Linked DNA regions of Mus musculus: regions 1 and 2 are each linked to region 3. The links are chromatin contacts, called in public HiChIP or PLAC-seq maps. All regions are on one chromosome and are shown on one strand. Each heading gives the region's core, a stretch centred on a gene start, on an enhancer-like site or on the middle of the called end of the contact. The rest is flanking DNA. Distances are from core to core; before and after follow the strand shown.

Evidence for each region. HiChIP or PLAC-seq counts read pairs in DNA pulled down with a chosen protein or histone mark.
Region 1: a FOXA1 HiChIP or PLAC-seq map of pancreatic cancer cells shows a contact between it and region 3. The contact joins the promoter of Pkia here to the promoter of Il7 in region 3. A contact is called at or near these places in 3 of 484 Hi-C or Micro-C datasets (the HL-1 cell line, embryonic stem cells and muscle stem cells), 4 of 115 datasets of contacts at active chromatin or transcription factors (astrocytes, embryonic forebrain, pancreatic cancer cells and 1 more) and 1 of 9 other capture datasets (adipose tissue).
Region 2: a contact with region 3 is called in an H3K27ac HiChIP or PLAC-seq map of bone marrow-derived dendritic cells, with 6 times the contacts expected there. The contact joins the enhancer-like site here to the promoter of Il7 in region 3. A contact is called at or near these places in 1 of 39 promoter capture datasets (macrophages), 4 of 115 datasets of contacts at active chromatin or transcription factors (bone marrow-derived dendritic cells, embryonic stem cells, large pre-B cells and 1 more) and 3 of 9 other capture datasets (adipose tissue, macrophages and pancreatic islet).

What each region holds. Positions count from the first base shown.
Region 1 is chr3:7,363,952-7,368,165 of GRCm38.p6, reverse strand. It overlaps Pkia (protein kinase inhibitor, alpha), which reads right to left and starts at 1,562. Exons shown (of 3, transcript NM_008862.3): 1 at 1,414-1,562.
Region 2 is chr3:7,754,399-7,758,790 of GRCm38.p6, reverse strand. No RefSeq gene overlaps it. Among named protein-coding and RNA genes, the nearest start is that of Il7, 140 kb to the right of the region's middle. Within about 2 kb of position 3,065, at least 18 of the 459 cell types and tissues checked have an H3K27ac peak or open chromatin away from gene starts, as enhancers often do. A contact at or near this core is called in bone marrow-derived dendritic cells, where this site is marked.
Region 3 is chr3:7,612,098-7,616,516 of GRCm38.p6, reverse strand. It overlaps Il7 (interleukin 7), which reads left to right and starts at 2,757. Exons shown (of 5, transcript NM_008371.5): 1 at 2,757-3,346. The coding sequence starts at 3,337. Gm16685 (predicted gene, 16685) reads right to left here and starts at 3,812. Exons shown (of 3, transcript NR_168341.1): 1 at 3,708-3,812.

The sequences.
Region 1 (4,214 bases), core at 313-2,812, 250 kb after region 3:
TGATTTTCACCGATTTACCTTTTCACTGAATAAAATGGCATGGCCATTGAGTCGAACATACTGTCATCTTCAAGTATGGAGATGACAGCTCTTCTTATATACGGAATGTTGGCCCCCAGATTCCACACAATCCAGTTTACTGCAACTACTCTGTAGTTGAGGCACACATTTGAGCCACCCACTACAGCCATCTTACCTGCTTCATATCTTACTCAAACTTATGTCCCCAGCTGAGAATAAGGGCTTGAGCTGGGGGTGGAAAGGGTAGTGGGTGGGGGTAGCTCATGTGTGTGAGGGTATGAGGAGCCTGTACATAAGGAGACAATCCTGGGCATGCTCAAATAATCAAAGTCTGAGATTGGGGTCACCTTGGCTTTCTGTCTGCCAACAGGAAAGCCCCAGCTTAGGGTTACTGAGGAAACCTGAGGCATACACACTACTTGGTTTTGGAATGGTTACACTAAACTCTGACAGCTAATTTTCTTACACCCCAGCTGAACTAGAAATATTTGGAGAGACTGCCGTTTCCTTTTCCTGTACCCATGTATGCAGAGAGAACAGTCTGCATAGCCCAACATATTCTGTTATTCCACTCAAGCAAGCCTTTCGTTAGCCAACCAGGGTGACAGCAAGAAAAACACTTCGGGAAAACCATGTCTGTCCGGAGCTGAAAGCGGGACGTTTATTCCTTTGTACAGCTACAGGGGTGTGTTAAGGGAAACCCTCTGTGAGGCACAGCCCTTCTTGGGTCCTTAATGAACTCAGTCATGGAACTGAAGAAGGGAAAAAGACGATGAGATACAGCATCTCTGAAAATCAATGAGCTGATTGGCAGAGAAGATGGAAAATAAAGGTAGAAGTTGCCAAGTGCAGCCCACCTTAGGCAGAACTCGGGAGGGGAGCGAAGTTCTCACTGCACCCTGACTCCCAAAGGAACTGTATTGAAGCAAGCAGGTGTCATGACATTGAGATGAGAGAAGAAACACACAGGTATCACACCAGAGATGACAGAGAAGCAAGGAGGACGTGTAGGGGAGAGATTACGGATTACTGCCCTAACTGCTTCAAAGGACACACGCCTCCCAAGCCTGAGAAAGACTGATGGAAAGTAGAAGACACAAAGGTTAAATGGACATTCAGACGGTTTTACATTTCTAATAGTCATCAGTGTTTAAACCAACCTGCTACGGAAATGGCTGGTCGCCTTTAAGAGCTGGGGGCTGAAAAGCCCCTTTGTTTCTTCCGAACACCTCTTTTCCCATTTCAATTCAAGGCTAATCAACCTTTCACTCCCTTGCTCCATTTCCCACTGTAGAATGCAGCGGGTTAATTCTTCTTTCCCGGATCCTACAAAGCTAGCCCCAACCAGGCGGAAAGCCGTCTTGGATCGGAAAGCGCGGGTCAGCGGCTTACCTTCAGGATGGAGAGACGCGTCCCGGCTGCCCCTGGCTGCAGTCCTGCCCGCCTGGCCGCGTGTGCTGGGCTCTGGGCTCGCAAGGCCCCCGCCCCACCTGCAGCTGCAGCGGCCGCTGGCTACTCCAGGCTGGCTGCATGAAGTCATCGCCCGCCGGAGCAGCGCACTCGGTGCGAACCGCGGGGGGAGACTCGCCGCTCTGTGTTCCAGGAATTGCGTCTGCCAGCTGCACCCGAAAGACGCTGCTCCCCGGAGTGGAGGCTGATTTTCTCTGACCGATTTTACACCCGCAGCATTGCCGGATTGTGCAACAAAACAGAAGGGGCAAACAGACCTTCTTTGCAGAGAGTCCTTGATCTCCGCCCTCCCCTGTCACTATCGCTGTTTGGATAGCTCCATCTGACTGTGTAGGTTTCCCACCCTCTCCATCTTCCTTATCAGTACTGTTCATTTCGCCGAATCTGAGGGATGATTGTCTATTGAAATAAACAGTCATATACTCCGAAAATATTAAAATGGGCAACCGGCCTTTTTAAGAACCCTCATAACATGAGTCATTTGATTTTTAACACAGAGTAAAAACAGTTATGAACGCTGAAGATTGTGGACTTCCATTTTCTTGCTATTGTGATAGAATGGGGTTCTTCCAACCCAGTGAAAGGAGGAGAGCAGTGAAATCACCCAAGGACACTGAGAAGGGTCATTCCAGGATTTTAGTTCTGTTTGCTAGTGGACAGATGCGCATCCCAGCTCTCTCCTTGTACCCTACAGTCCTTGCTTTTGGGCTAGACTGCCTGGGTGAAAGCAATAATATTTGAAAAAACAAGAGGCAGATTTCACATCTGCAGATACCTGTAACTCCCAAGGGATTTCTCAGAATTTCCCTTGGTGACAAACTAAGCATGGATGCACACAAGCCTCTTGTCCTTGCTTCCTTAAATTGGCTCTCCCTCCATGCGTCTGTAAGACCCGAAAAGCCTTAGGTCCGTTATGTCCCACACTCACAGAGACGCAGAGACAAAGATTGATGCAAAAAACAAGAGGTTTATTGATCCAGCATGCTGGGGTCATCCTGAAATCAGGATAGAAGCAACCCCGAGTAGCTAAAGCACACACCTTTTATACATTCTTAAGAGCAGTTTTCAGTCACAGTTTAGCAGTTTATCATTAGTTAACCTTTAACGGCATTAAGGGGACAGACTTAAGGACCGGAGACATTGAGTGGGTTTTTCTAAACAATCAGAGGACTATCTCTTAGCGCACCTTGCAGTGAGGCAAATTCTGGGAAAAGAACATATTTACTTAACTTTTTACAAGAGTGGTCATTTTGAGCTACCACAAATCTTGCACATCTCCTTTTGCTTCCTTCCAAGGTACTGGCTAACCAACAGTTAGGTGATTGGTAGTACAAAGGGCGAAAGGCAGCTTAGGATTTTCTCTTTTTGGTGCTTGGCCAGGGTTTCTTTTCCAAGCAAGTCATTTCCAAGCAGGGAGTTTCCTTATCACTAGTATTCTGCAGTGTATGTGCCTCATTCCTCATATCTTGGCCTTCCTCGTGAGCATCATTAGAGGTTGCCAGTATTACCCTGGGAATCTGTCCAGCATAAGGGCAAGGAAGAAACTAAAAGACAAAAAAAACTTCATACTCCTCTATCAATTCCAGAAGAGAGTCAGTAATAGAGCCACCAGAGTTAACAAAAAACAAAATTAATAATTCTGAGAATTATTAATGCAGGATTAATTAGTGCAGGATGTATACACTTGAAATTTGAGACAGCTTAGTGCATCTCTGCACTCATTTTCATAAAATCAAGCCCTTTCTCCTATCACAGATTGCTGGATTCTTAGCTTGCATCATAGAGGTATATGCCTCTCGTTCACAACTGCAGAATAAGGCTGAGAAGTAACATCTTTAGTTTCACTAATATGTGGCTGGCATTAGCATTGAATGTGCACTTTAAACAGAAATGTGGGAAGAAACCACAGCAGTGTGGTGGTTGGATTAGGTACAACCACCACAGTCTCCTGTATTTGAATGATTGGCCTGTAGAGAGTGGCACTATTGGGAGGGAGTGTTTTACTGTAGAGGCCACCTTTAGCTCTAGTCAGTGTGGAATCCAGTTACCTTATCTTGCCTTCAAATGATGATGTAGAACGTCTGCTTCTCCAGCACAGTATCTGCCTGTACACTGTCATGATTCCATCATGACGATGCTAAACTAAACCTCTGAAGCTGGAAGCCAGCCCTAACTAATGCCTTCCTTTGTAAGAATTGCCTTGGTCATGGGTCTCTTCACAGCAATGAAACCCTAAGATAAGCAGTGAACATACTGTAATGTTGTCACTAGCAGAAATAAATAATCCCTTAATGTGTTTTTATAGCTATATCAACATATTGTTACTTTTCAGTCTTTAATAGATGCCATGTTTAGCACACTGTTGATGAATAGGCAAACTGAGGAATTAGTACAGATTTCCATATGTCCTCCTCCCAAGATCTTCTACCGTGAGCATCACACAGGAACACAAGAGCTTTCTTACAGGTAGTAAAGAGACTCAGGCACTAACTAAAGGCTGTCTTTATGCACGCTTGTCTAGTTTTTGTAGTGACTTCAGCACTTTACTACACTCCTGTCCAAGATACCACATTTACTCAACTGTTAAATCTTTTTATGATTAGTCCTAGCTAACTCTCAGTTTCCTTGGGTTATGGATACTATGACCAGAGAGAGATGAAGTGCCCTTCAGCACAGTTATCTCAAGATTACGTATGGCCACAATGATATGATTGTTGGTATTG
Region 2 (4,392 bases), core at 1,816-4,315, 140 kb before region 3:
CTAAAACATCCTATTACCTACCATTTTAGCTACCAGTGGGATGTTTTCATCTTGTGTTAGCCTAGCACTATAATGCAAAATTATTTCCTATTTGTAACTAAGCAGGGGTCCCAAAGTGTCCAAATAAGTATACTTTTGAGATTAAAACAAAGAACAGATAATAACTGTAATTTCTGACATTTTGAAAACAAGTATTTAGGACCTATAGAAGGCCTATAAATATTTTTAAAATAATACTTTTTCTTACAAGAGGGAAAAGTTCAATATTATATAAGCCAGCTTTTAAAAACACAGAGAAAGAATGACTGTCCTTGCAGTATATTAATATAATTCATACATATTCCTAATAGAACATGTATTATTGTGTCATTTCTATTTACTTATGAAAAATATGTTTTTGAAGTGCAATCTTTTTATTTTTTTAAAGCAAAACTCCTTATAATATTCAAATCTGTAATTATTTTAAATGCAAAATAATGAAATTTCCAAGTGCCTAGTCTTTGTAGAATATAGTATTTTATTAATTTTTAACTCTACCTTTTAGTTAATGTAAAAAATACCTCTTCATTTGCATAAAAGTCTTAAGGTTTCACACAAATTGAAGTATATAATAGTGTGTTCTTATATGAAATATACTTAAATACACCATATTAAGCATTTTTAACAGAAAACTTAGTTGCAATTCACCACAGAATGGTACATGAAGGAAAATTGCTTATTATTGTGGTTTGGAATTTAACCGTGTGTTAATTTGAAAACTGTTCATTAAATGAGTCTCATTCAGTACTGCCAAAAGTTGTCCTAAAATCTATTCTACATTATTTTAAGGAAACTATTAACAAAATGTTTTCTTTAAAATATGAAATATCAAGAAGAAATGTTAAACCATATGGGATGCTTGAACAACAGATGTAGGGCACATGCATAACGAGAATATAGTTATCCAGTTTCTCGTAGTAAACACACAAATATAAGGACAGAACAGTAGCATAAGGATCTTGGTACATTTTATTCAAATATTATGATTTGAAGAAATTAGAGGGAGGAAAGAATGTAGGAATCAGGGAGGATGGGGAGTACCAGGAGAACATGACCCACTGAATCAACCAACCTGGACTCACACAGGCTCACAGAGATCTAAATGGCAAGTACTGAGCCTATATGGTTCCTCTGTGTGTATATTATAGCCATTGCCTTGGTGTTTTTGTGGGACTCCTGACCATGGGAGCGGTGCATCTATGCCTCTTATGCTGGCTCTTGATCCCCCTTTTCTCCTATTGGGTTGCTTTGTCCAGCCTTGATATCAGGTGGTGTGCATTGTCTTATTGTATCTTGCTTTGTTTTTCTTGGTTGCTGTCTCTAGGAAAGAAATAGAGGGTGTGTGGATCTGAAGAACAAAGAAGGTGGGAGGCGTCAAAAGGAGTCAAGGGAGGGGAAACTATGGTTGGGATATATTTATGAGAGAAGAATCTATTTCAATAAAAAATAAAAACTAAATTTTAATGCCCATCTTTAAAGATAATTGAACAAATTCAGTGATGAATTCTTATTTTGAGATCCATAACTCAATTCTGTTCTCAATTATCATAATCTATGCCTAAACCAAACAATAGTTCAAAATGTATCTTCTTGATTTATAATTCTAACAATTAATAATACATGTAAATTAATATAACAATACTTATTTTTGTTTTTTTTCTAAAAAATAAATTGGTTTCCAATGCATTATTTTAGTTAATTCTCATATTACTGATTTTAAAGGGATTTAATTACATCTCTCTGAGGCAGATCAGCTCACTGAAAAGCTGACCGTGAAGCAGAGATCAGTGTTATTATATCATTATATCCAACAGAGCTGCTGTTGAGATTGTAAAGCTTGTCTCTCTCATTCTCTCTCTCTCCATATACATATATATATATATATATATGTGTGTGTGTGTGTGTGTGTGTGTGTGTGTGTGTGTGTGTGTGTGTGTGTATAACTCAAGGTTAATCAGGTGTCACCTTCTGAAGCTATATCCAACCACCTTTTATTTATCAGATGGAATTATTCAGTGGACCTGGTGCTTAATGACTAAACTAGACTAGATGAATAGTGGAGCTTAGGAATCTTTCTGTCTCTATTTCCTCAGTGTCGGCACTCTAAGTTCCACATGACTTTTTGTGGGTGTTGGAAATCAAACTCAGGTCCCCATGCTTACATGGCATGCACTTTACTAACTCAATAAAACACACACACACACGTGTGCGCGCACACACACATGTGTGCACACACACACAGACACACACATAGACACACACACACGGACACACACATAGACACACACACACGGACACACACACACAGACACACACACAGACACACACACACAGACACACACACACACAGACACACACACAGACACAGACACATACAGACACACACACAGACACAGACACACACACACACACACAGGGAAGTGCAGTTTAAAATTTACTTTCCCCATCTGCCTGCTGAAGTGTCAGAATATTACTTTATGAAATAAATTTTCATGGACAGAGAGAAGGGAACAGATAAAGTTGGTTAGTAGCCTAAGGAAAGGAACCACACATGGACAACAGAGGAGTCAAAGCCCAGCCAGAGGACTGGATCCTCTTCTGCTCTAAAGAAAGGGCTAGGGCTTGGGTGTTGTTGGGAGGTGGGGAGTCAGGCCATAAAAGGTGAGGGATGACCCACTCTAGAAGTCAATGTCACTTCTGCCATGTGGTCTGCCAGGTAAGGTACACTTGAGGTCATTGCTATTGATCCCCATGCATACCACTGGTATTTTTTCTATAGAGAAAGTGGAGTGTTCACAACACAGGCTTCATCTGCATCTGCTGTTCACTGAATTAGGTAGGTGACTGAAAGGACAGCTTTGCAGTCGCTCCTGTATCTGTGAAAGTCTGCATTTTTTTTTTTTGAATAATCAACTTGAAATATGTCAGGACGTGTATTTGAGGTGGCATGTTTGGTTCTCGCACTGAACCAACACATGGGAAAGGGGAAGTAAAACTGGGCAGAGATCCAGCAGTTCTGTGCAATGTCTGAAAACGCCAGTGGAGCCCAGGGGGAATTCCAGGACAGACAGGTCCTTCAGGGTCACCTCAAGCTGTGGGAAGAAGCCTTCTCCTTATTTCATCAGTCTGTGGATGTGAGGCCTGGGCACTGGCCAGGACAACAGTTTCCAGCCCAGATAAATTCTAGTAACAGGGATGACAGCTGAAGGCTGTCTAATGACAAACCTTCCAGCAGTTAGAGAAACAAGATCTTTATCCCTAAAGGGCCTCGGGGCTATATATCACAGTAGCAATGACAGTCATTGCCTAGAGTTCCATTAACTTTAGTAAAGGGTAGAAACAAACAAACAAAAACTTTTAAAAAGACTTACCATTTTTATTAATAGAGAAGCAGCTCTTCACTAAGATTTTGACTTAAGTCATGTCCTAGTCATTGGCTAGACATGTAATTTGTTTAAAATGTAGTTATAACAAGCATATATAGGCAGGGAATTGGGAGGGAGGGGGAGTGGGGAGATGAATGGGGGGGTTCAGGATTGTGTGTGGTGAAGGACAGGAGAGATGGCTAGGTGGCCATGAAAATTAATGGAAATTGGCAACTGATGGTAAGGAAATGAGGGGCATCTAGAGGATAAGACATGGAATAAGGGAGGCGCCCAAGAATCAGTGGGCGTGACCTTAGCTCTGACTCACTACATTGGGGATATGGAACCTAAAATGGCCATCTCCTTTAGCCAGGCAGCAACCCCAGTGGAACAACAGAGACACCAACCCACCCACAAAACTTTCATCACAAAATTTATTCTGTCTACAAGAAATGCAGGCAGGAAAGATGGAGTAGAGACTGAGGGAATGGACAAACAATAACTGCCCAACTTGAGACCCATCCCATGAGCAAGCACCAGTCCCTGACACTATTAATGACACTCTGTTATGTTTGCAGACAGAAGCATGTTGTCCTCTGAGAGGCTCCACCCAGTATCTGACTCAGACAGATGTAGACACCCACAGCAAATCAGTGGATGGAGTTTGGGGACTCTTACTGGAAGAATAGTAGGAAGGATTGTGAGCCCCAAAGCGGATGGGAACTTTACAAGAAGACCAACAGAATTAACTAACCTGGACTCTTGGGACTCTCAGAGTCTAAACCACCAGCCAAAGAACATACACAGGCTGGACTTAGGCCTCCCTGCACATATGTAGTAGATATGCAGCTTTGTCTTCATGTGGGTCCTGAACAACCAGAATTGGGGCTGTTCCAAAAGCTACTGCCCATATATAGGATATGTTCTTCTAGGTGGGCTGCCTTGTCTGACCTCAGTGGGAGAGGAAGTACCTAGCCTGCCAGGGACT
Region 3 (4,419 bases), core at 1,508-4,007:
CACTAGAATTTAGATCTCATAGTGCATTGACAGACAGGCAGACAGATAATTGTTATATTTAATCAGGTAAAATGAGTATAGATAATTAATCAAGAAAGTAAGTTTTCATCATGGATGTTGGTATATGCATAGTGCCTCCATAGCCAAGAGGTTTTAATAGAGAGTGCCAGTTCAAAGCAGGCCTGCACAACAGAGAGAGAAATAATTAACTATATTGACTAATAGTTGTAAAGTGTGGAAACTTAAGAAACATTGCTTATTATTAAAAATTTTTCTGCCCTAAGTCAGCATCCTATAATGTATTTCAGTATTTCTTGTTATACAGTGTTAATAATTTTGTAATTATTTCTTCACTTTTTCGTCCTCCTCCCCCTTTCTCCTCTTCCTCTATCACCCCTCCCCTTCTCTTCTTCCTCATCCCCTACCCCTTCCTCTCCTCCTCTTCCTCCCTCACCTCCCTCCCCTCTTCCTACTATTACTGCTACCACTACTACCAGTACCACTACCACTATTGCTCCTCCTCCTCCTCCTCCTCTTCCTCCTCCTCCTCCTCCTCCTCCACTTCTGGCTTCTTTTTTATGATACTGGAGATGGAATCTAGGGGGTTCATGAAAATTAAGCAAGCTCCCAGCCTTTGAGCTATGTCACCAGTCCTGTTTTATTTTGTTACTTTTAAAGACATGGTTTCACTCATTAAACAAATCAGGAACTGAACTTTTAATTCTCCCTGCCTCTGGTTGAGCAGCTAGGGTTACAGGTACCAGGCCTCACATATTATTTCATTTATTTAATTATCAACATTCTAAAAATTCATGAAATATCCACCCCTGTCAATCTGTATGTTCAATTTGTATTTAAAAAGCAATAGCTGATTTAAAGAGCTGGGCTGTTTTTTTCAAAAGGACACTAATTTTCTTAGAATTCTCTCATAATACAATGTAGTTCAAAGGTGTCCATTTTTATCTAACCTTTGAAATTCCAAATGCTTTCTAAATATTCTTTTCAGAAGACATTCTTAACACTGAGGGTCAGAGTCCTGTAAAATACATTTACTTCTCCTTTCCTGGAACTTTAGATACTTTCGCCTCATTTTACTCCAATGTTGCCTATGCACAAGCCTTTCTGGTGATTGTACTAGGAAGGAAGACAGACTTCCCCTCTCGCACTCTTTTGATGGATGTTCTTTGACTCTCCTCTGAAAAGCCCAACAACAGGTGGGGGGAAAAAAGCATAGAATGTGAGCAGTTGTACACCTACGTGTACCCTATGGTCAGGGAGTTTAATACAGCCGCCACAAACCTAGACATGTTTATAGAGTTAGTCTTTAACCACCCCTGCAGCCTCATCTCTGTCTACTGCTTTTCTCCACATCTGAGTTCCAATGACATTTTTGGAAATGTGTGCCTGAGAGGCTCAGTTTCCTGATTTCATTTGCCAGCAATTCCCTGTTTTCTTTCTCTTTCCTCTCTTTCCTTTTTTTTTTTTTTTTTTTTTTTTTTTTGGTGGACATTTTTCCATGTTCCATCGTTGAAATGCTTTCTCACCACAGTAGCTCTCTTCCATCCTGTCATACTGCAACGCTGGAGCCTAATCCTATTCTAGATAGCCCTTCTCTGTGGATGGGAGCTGTCTGGAGACCAGGGCTGCAGTGAAGATAACAAGTACTGTCAAATCTCCTGATGCTTTGAGCAGGATGACAACAAGAGAGACAACAGAGAGGTGTTTAAACAGCCCTGCAGGCACCGGGTAGGATTTATTTTGGAAGTGCACTAAGACAACAGGTTTTACATTGAATGTGGAAAGTGAGAGTCCCTGCAGAGTCCACAGGCCAGTGCCCAGTTAGAACTCCTATGGTCCACACTCTAAATGCACAAACAGTACCTCTCTGCCTCTTTTCACTGTTAACAGACAGAATCTGAAGCTCGTGTCCTGATGTCCGATTAGGAACCGCCAGCTCCAGACCCCTTTCTGAGGTTCCCCAGAGCGTTAAGAGCACACCCACCACCCTAGGGCGTCTTCTTAGTCTACTGTATCCTCCATTATTTACAAGGTTCTCTTCCACAAGAGATTCCAAGCAGACTCTTTGAAGCCAGCCTGCAGGTGTTTTTTATCCAAATTCAGCCACGTGAACTTAGCTCTGTTACTTAAGGAAGCCTCTGTTCCCATGTGTATCTTTCAACTGCAGATAAGAAAACAGATTGCCTCGGCAGAAAACTCCAGATGCCAAAATACATGTAAATTCCTGACCAAGAGTCCTGGCATAGAGCAAATACTAGATATATGAGAGATATGGTCCTGATCTCAGATCTCTCTTGTTACTGGTTTGCACAACCTGCCTTCACCTAAGCAGTGTTTCTCCTGATTATAAGAAACAACACTAAATCAGGAATCCCCTCGGTAATTCAGGCCTATTATTAAAACAAAACAAAACACTTTAATGAAACAATCACAATGGTGATTAGCTATGTCAGGAGATAACTGTGGGAGATAGTTACTATGCAGAACTTCTATGTGCCCCCAACTAATACGAGTTTTGGTTTTCTGAAGCTACCACTTACATACTAGACTGGATGGACTCACAAGAATTATTTGTTCTTAAAGTCCTACCTGAGCAGGTGCATTGCACAGATGACAGGGAGGAAAAAAAAAAAAAAAACAAACTAGAGAACCTAGAGGGGCAGAGGGCGTGACCCTCTTAATCATCCTTCACTTCCTTTTTTTTTTTTTTTTTTTTAAGATGACTTACATCGGCGGCAGCAGAAGCAGCGACGCCTCCTCAGTGGAACTGACTTGCAATAGCGAGCTTTCTCTGCTGCACATTTGTGGCTTCTGTGGACATATTAGTAACCAGCGGTTTTAGCTCCCAGTCTCACAGAGTTGCCAGAGAGGTTAGAAGTCATTTGAAAAGCCTATTAGCCGAATCTTTCTGATCCAGAAGGCCAGCTGGCTTCTCCTGAGCTACTTTCAATTCGCAGCAACCACTGATCCTGGTCCAGGTGACTGGGGAAGACGCTGAGGGTATAAACCCAAACATTGAACCTGAAGACCCAGCGCAAAGTAGAAACTGAAAGTACCCTGCTTAGTCTGCCGGCAGATCCTACGGAAGTTATGGCAAAGCCAGAGCGCCTGGGTGGCCGGTGATGCATGCGGCCCCTCTTGGGATGGATGGACCAGGCGTGGCGTGGGTGAGAGGAGTCAGCTGCCTGAACTGCCCTGCCCAGCACCGGTTTGCGGCCACCCGGTGGATGACCGGGGTCCTGGGAGTGATTATGGGTGGTGAGAGCCGGCTCCTGCTGCAGTCCCAGTCATCATGACTACACCCACCTCCCGCAGACCATGTTCCATGGTAAGCGCTGCTCTCTGGTGCGCACAAGTAGGTGCGCCTAGCGCGCCGGGGACTCTGGGACAGTCCGGGAGGTGCCACCCGCCCCCGCGCCTCCGCACGTCCGGGAATAGCCCGGCCTTGCACTTTGGACAGGCTGAGAGCTTGGCCTCTCCCATGGTCAGCCACTACCCGCGCTGAGCTCGGTTGCCCAGAACCATTGGCACCTGGGCGTACAACCCTGGCGGGCGGGGAGGAACAGTTCCCGAGGCGGTTTTCAGATCCCCAGACCCAGAGCTTCAGTGCGGGAGCCGCGACGCGGTGGCCCCCTGCAGTCAAGACTCAGTAGTCAGTGGTTTTCAGCCACTTTGTCCCTAGCCAGTACCTCTTCAATGCAGCCCTTCCTGGCTTCCTGGCTGTGCAGTTACTCACAGGCTGCCTGGGTTCAGGGCGTTGCTGGGCTCTCGCAGCTCAGAACTTCATGGAGAATGAAAGAGTCGCTCCCAGGATGCGCTTTTAAACCCTAAAGGACAGATCATTGGAAAACCCCCTCTTCTCCCCGCAGTAAGTCTGGGAGTTTCCGATCCAGGCTGTAAGTTGACTTGTTTGCTGGGAACCCAAGTCCTGCGGCTGAGATTGCAAAAGGCCAGATTTTATTTTCCTTCTATATATTTGCTACTTAAGGGAGGCAGAACTTTAAGTACCCATGAGTACAAATTCTTAGCTCCCTGATCAAATCTAATAGGCTTGCATTAGTTTTAAATAAGTAAGGATTTAAAGTGGACAAGAACAGAATTGACAGAGGCTGGAATCCATTTGTAGCTAGAACTAATAGAGATGAGAACAGAATGGAGTGTGAGGAGGTCTACCTAAGGGAATGCAGGTGTTTTAAATACTTCCTCAAGCAAGAGAACCTATGGAGGTGCAGGATCTAGCCTAAGGCTCTTTCCTTTTGCAACCCCATTGCAAACCATTGTATTGGTTTCCGGCCCACTGTTTTAGGTACAATTACTTCCCCTCTCTTAGGTACTAGCGAACCAAAAACATTTGAGGGAGTACTTATCAGAAACCAAATAAAAGATGTGGAGACCTGAGAG